Regions from separate parts of the Mus musculus genome. Here region 1 is linked to region 2. A link is a contact called in public Hi-C data. All regions are on one chromosome and are shown on one strand. The core of a region is the stretch at or near the end of the contact, and the rest is flanking DNA. Distances in the headings are between cores, read along the strand shown.

Region 1 (2,700 bases), core at 70-2,569, 260 kb before region 2:
TGCCACTAGATGATAAAAATTTCCTATTGGATTTTCTGCTTTGCCCAGGGCTAGGGGGAGGGGCTTTTTCTCGACAGCAGCCACCAGATCGCTGCTTTGTTTGGGGCCAGCCATTCATTTCCTCACTGTTTTGCTTCACAAGAAACTCTATTTGATTTCAGTGTCTGCAGTTCCCCTCCCGGGCCAGTGTCTGCCGTCCATCACCCGCTGTCCTGTCCGGCCGCCTCCTCAGATACCTTGTCCTCTTTATGAAGGTTCTGGAAGAAATAAATGTCCAGTGTGCCCTTGGCCCCTCTGTGTCTCTATCAGCCCTGTTCCATTCTTTCTGGTGGTTAATTGACCCTTTCTCATTGATGGTGGTTGGGGGTGGGGGTTGCAGAAACACATATATGCTTTCCTTTAGGGAAATATATATACCCCAAATAAAAGAGAGGGACCGTGTTTTTGCAGTTTTAAGCAGCCAGCAATGATCACCAGCAACAATCTTTTCAATATTTTTTACAGTGACAGTTTGCAGCAATCATTTATTTGTCCCAGCTTTTCTGGGCCAGTCTCAATTTCAAATATTTCACCCTGTTGCTGTTGCTTCAGATAAATGTTTTCACAAACCGGAGGGGGAGGACCCCCTTTCGATGATGAATATACCCTAGTTTTTAGGCTTAAGCAATATAATCAAATTGAATATCTGAGAAGCATGTGCAGGGCTGAGCGATGAAACAGTACAGGGGCAAGCCTAGACTATTTCAAGGTGTGTGTGTGTGTGTGTGTGTGTGTGTGTGTGTGTGTGTGTGTGTGTACGCGCGCGTATGTATGTGTTGAAAGGTAGAAAGAAGAAAGTGATGAACAGGTCAATAAATAAGCACAGTTAGGCACATTGTCAAATGAAAACAAGGAAAAGTATAATAAGAATTACAACAAACGGGCCAGGCTGGAACCCTGACTCCACTGCGCATGAGTAAACTCCACCTGACGTAGTGGGAATAACCGTATTCACTTTGTAGGCTGCTTGTCAGGCAAAGAGAGCTAATGCTTATGAAGTCCCTAGCATGGGGTCTAACATAGAGAACTGCTTTTTTTTCCTCCTTAAAACATATGCTTAGCAGTATTTTTAGATTGAAAAAAAAAAGAAAAGAAAAGAAAAAAACACGTATTACAGTCAAAATAAGACTCACTGTAGGAACCGGGAAGAGGCAGCTGGGGGAGGCACAGGGGCAGCCTCTACTGCACCCAAGACAGAGAGGAGTCGGGGAATACTTCTTACACTGGGTCCAGTGTCTGTCCAGAGCACAAACCCAGTAAGTAGCCCAGGGGTAGATGAAGTAGGCACCAGATGGCCCCAGGGCTTCGCCTGCATGTCCTTGTTAGTGACACCATGCCATCTGTGTTCTCCTGAGAATAAATCCTTAGAGAAACTCCTCCAGGCCACATATTCTCCCTGACCTCATAGTCAGGGCTAAGGTAGGAAAGGCTGCCTTCAGAAAAGCATGTTTCTTCCTCTTTATCTGAAGGTCCCACAGCGTGAGCAGGGAGCAACTTGCTACCCGCAAGCAGCCACCGCCGCTGGGCACATCTGTTTCCATATTCGCTTTGCCTGTACCAGGCGGCCTGACAGCAGAGGTTGGCAACTGCTCTGCAGTGTGGCTTCCGGAAAAGGATCTGGGCCGCTGAGAGCAGGAGCCAAGTGTCCAGCAGCTCTCAAACCCGGCGGCGGCAGCCTCCTCCTGCAACCTTGTGAAAAATATAGACTTCTGAACCCTCCCCCCGAGATTCTGACTCGGTAGTTATTTCAATAACCTAAGAGGTTGTGCTCCCAGTGTACCTGTTATTTGTTAGCTGCTGTGTGTCAAGTTTATCCTCAGTGCCTCCCATCCCTGACCCTTTCGGGTTCACCTTCAGTGAGGCAACAGTCATTCATAGGGTCTAAACCCCAGATTCTTAAAATGTGGGTCATGTTCTCTGGTGGTATTGTGTAACCAAATGTGTGTGTGTGTGGGGGGAGGGGGGGAGTGTCCCCTCCACCAAAAGACAATTCCTGAACATGCAATAACTAAAATGAATTTAAAATCAAATGTTTAATGGACTCAAGGGCTGACTAGCAGTGTTCCCTTGTGTTATATCACCTGACTTCATGAAAGCCTTGGTTTTGAAAACACAGCACGAGCACCTTACACTGAGCCACGCCACGGAGACATAAAATGCCACTGAACACGGCCTGAAGCATCGCAGTGCAGACTCTAGATGGCTGTGTATTACAGACGGTAGTGTTTTTACTTTATATTCAGCTTTCTACTCATATAGAAAATAAAGACTCTCCTCACTTCTTTATTGTTATTCCTCAGCATGTATTAAATATATTTAATTTTAGATTGCATTATGCTATGCTAGCATGTTTGGCTTGGGGTTAGGAAAGTATTCCTGACTGTTTCTGAAGTGGCCATAACAGCACTCTGCCATTTTGTACTGTGTATTTATGCAAAGTTGTATTGTAAGCACTGGCAGCTGTAAAACCAAAATATCAATCAACTCTGAAAAATATTGAAGACGCACCCTGCCCTGAAATATCAAATACTCAGCCAAGGCTTAATCATTTATGAAAAAAGAAACATCTCTCAATAGTATACAAGTTTCCTTTCAGCTTTAATTAATGGTGAAGTTGTAATATGTAGCCAATACCTTTCTCTTTGGCTTATTATCACCGAT
Region 2 (2,700 bases), core at 25-2,524:
AAAAGAAAAGAAAAGAAAAGAAAAGAAAAGAAAAGAAAAGAAAAGAAAAGAAAAGAAAAGAGAAGAGAAGAGAAGAGAAGAAAAGAAAAGAAAAGAGAAGAAATGAAAAGAAAAGAAAAGAAAAGAAAAGAGGAAAAGTAGAAAATCAAACAAAGTCCAAAAAGCAAAAAGGAGATACAGAAGGAATAAAGACTTTTTCATCAAACCCAGTTCTTTGACCATCGTAGGTAAATGATCACTGAACATATCTCAAGTCTCCAAAGTACACTTTAAAATCAATGATTGTATCAGGGCCTGAAGTTACTAACTGATAAAAGCTATCGATGGCCACCAGGTTCAGATTGCCATGTTATAAACCACATCTTTTCCCAATTTGCAAAAATTCAGTGAAATTTTGTTCAGATCACTACTTAATTTGTTCAGATCACTACTTAGTAACCAATTTGATAAACCCTCCAAGCATAACCTTAAACAAGCTAAAAAAAAAAAAAAAAAAAAAAAAAAACAACAGGGCGAAATGGGATTAATTAATGCAGATAAAGATTATTGTTTAAAGTTTTTAGAACATTTCATAGCAGCTCACAGGATATTACCTAGGTTTTCTCCTAAAACCAAGTGCCATTCCATATTTATCACCATAGCCAAAGCGTAGGCAGGGGTTAGAAAAGATGCAGTGGAAATAAGATTTTATGAATCACAATCAGATTGCAGCTGATGATGCAAGCGGTGACTCAGGCAAGTACCAGCATCGTGACCAAGACCGCGCCTGCACTTCTTATGTGCCGTTCATCATAGCGCTTGTGAGATGAAGTTACCAGCTGATGGCCAGAAATGGAGCCACTATCAGATAAAAATGAATCAGGATGCTCAAGTCAGAAAAGGCAAATAAATATCAAAGCATTAACCTGCACAGTACCTGGGGAGTTATGAGAGCTTGGTGGTAGCAACTGAGACATATCTCAGCATGGAGTTTTTTAACAAATAGTTTACATCCCCCAAAATACCTGTTGTAACCAAAAATATAATTCTGCAGCAATTTTCTCTAAAGTAACTAATCATGGCAACAAGCAAGAAGGAGGAAGAGAGACTGGAAAGGGAGACTGAGGATTCCTCAGGCAGGTATGCAAAAGCACCAGTCTATGACTTCAAGAAAATGCCTTCCTGGCCAGCCAGTATCTCTAAAGCCAGAAACACTCAACTGCAGAAGAGCTGGGCAAAAATCATGTGGCTCTTTTCACCCTCTACCGATGCTGTGAGCTTACTGTCCAGAATTCTTTTCTGTAGAGCAACAGAGGCCCCCAGTGTTTGTTCTTGTCTCCACCACTTGTACTCTCTAACACCAAACTACTTGGGAAAGAGATTTCTTCACCTTGTGCCCAAATCCCAAGAACTTTCATGAAGTGGAAATGTCTAGCTCTTTGGAAAGTTCAGTTTATGTCAAATAATGTTTTGCTGAGGCACACAGGTGAAAGGATGTCTTGCTAAAGCAGACACATGAAAGGCTGTTTTCCTGAAGCAGACAGGTAAAAGGATGTTTGGATATAGCAGACACATGAAAGGACTCTTGATGAAGGTGTACAAATATGACCCCACGGACAGTGGGGGATGAGCCCTGAGCTTTGGCTTGGTTTGCTGTGCCTTGCTATTCTTTGATAACGACCCACATGAATTGGTTTGCCTTACATTGTATTGTTGAGCTTAACCTGTGATAATGCTACCATTGAGAGAAACTCTCCCAAGAACTGCTCGTGAGGTTCCTGCAGCAGCTTGTTGCCTCTGCAGCCTCACCCTAGGCTGGTTGGAAAGCCTGGCAGTTTGTTCAGGTTGAACTTGAGCTGCCTGGTGCTTGCTTGCTGAAAGGATTGGACTGCAGCTGCTGGTTCATGCCTGGTGTCTGCCTACCTAGACAACTGGTCTGCAGCTGCTGAGTCATGACTCAACAGGACTGAACTGCTACCAAAGAAAATCCAGCTTGTCCCCAAAGAACTACTGCTGAATAGGTCCAATTACCCACTTTCCTAATAACTTTTTCTTCCACTACCTCTGCTGGGTGGTGGGCTAGAGGAGAGGTTGAACCCTTATTAAAAGAATGTTGCAGGGGACTAATATCCAATATATACAAAGAACTCAAGAAGATGGACTCCAGAAAAACAAATAACCCTATTAAAAATGGGGCACAGAGCTAAGCAAAGAATTCTCAACTGAGGAATACCAAATGGCTGAGAAGCACCTGAAAAAAAAATGTTCAACATCCTGATGTAATGGAAATGATTACATCAGAGAAATGGAAATCAAAACAACCCTGAGATTCCACCTCACACCAGTCAGAATGGCCAAGATCAAAAATTCAGGTACAGCAGTTGCTGGCAAGAATGTGGAGAAAGAGGAACACTCCTCCATTTCTGGTGGGACTGCAAGCTGGTACAACCACTCTGGAAATCAGTCTGGCGGTTCCTCAGAAAATTGGACATAGTACTACAGGAATATCCAGCAATACCTCTCCTGGGCATATACCCAGAAGATGTTCCAACATGTAATAAGGACACATGTTCCACTATGTTCATAGCAGACTTATTTATAATAGCCAGAAGCTGGAAAGAACCCAGATGTCCCTCAACAAAGAAATGGATACAGAAAATGTGGTACATTTACACAATGGAGTGCTACTCAGCAATTAAAAACAATGAATTTATGAAATTC

What was found. A called contact is a pair of places that touch in the nucleus more often than the background predicts.
Region 1: a Hi-C map of the N1E-115 cell line shows a contact between it and region 2, with 17 times the contacts expected there. The contact joins two enhancer-like sites. A contact is called at or near these places in 4 of 484 Hi-C or Micro-C datasets (the N1E-115 cell line, Th2 cells, bone marrow-derived dendritic cells and 1 more).

Annotation. Positions count from the first base shown.
Region 1 is chr6:49,777,195-49,779,894 of GRCm38.p6, reverse strand. No RefSeq gene overlaps it. Among named protein-coding and RNA genes, the nearest start is that of Npy, 44 kb to the left of the region's middle. Within about 2 kb of position 1,319, at least 19 of the 459 cell types and tissues checked have an H3K27ac peak or open chromatin away from gene starts, as enhancers often do. A contact at or near this core is called in the N1E-115 cell line, where this site is marked.
Region 2 is chr6:49,521,940-49,524,639 of GRCm38.p6, reverse strand. No RefSeq gene overlaps it. Among named protein-coding and RNA genes, the nearest start is that of Gm31226, 110 kb to the left of the region's middle. Within about 2 kb of position 1,274, at least 11 of the 459 cell types and tissues checked have an H3K27ac peak or open chromatin away from gene starts, as enhancers often do. A contact at or near this core is called in the N1E-115 cell line, where this site is marked.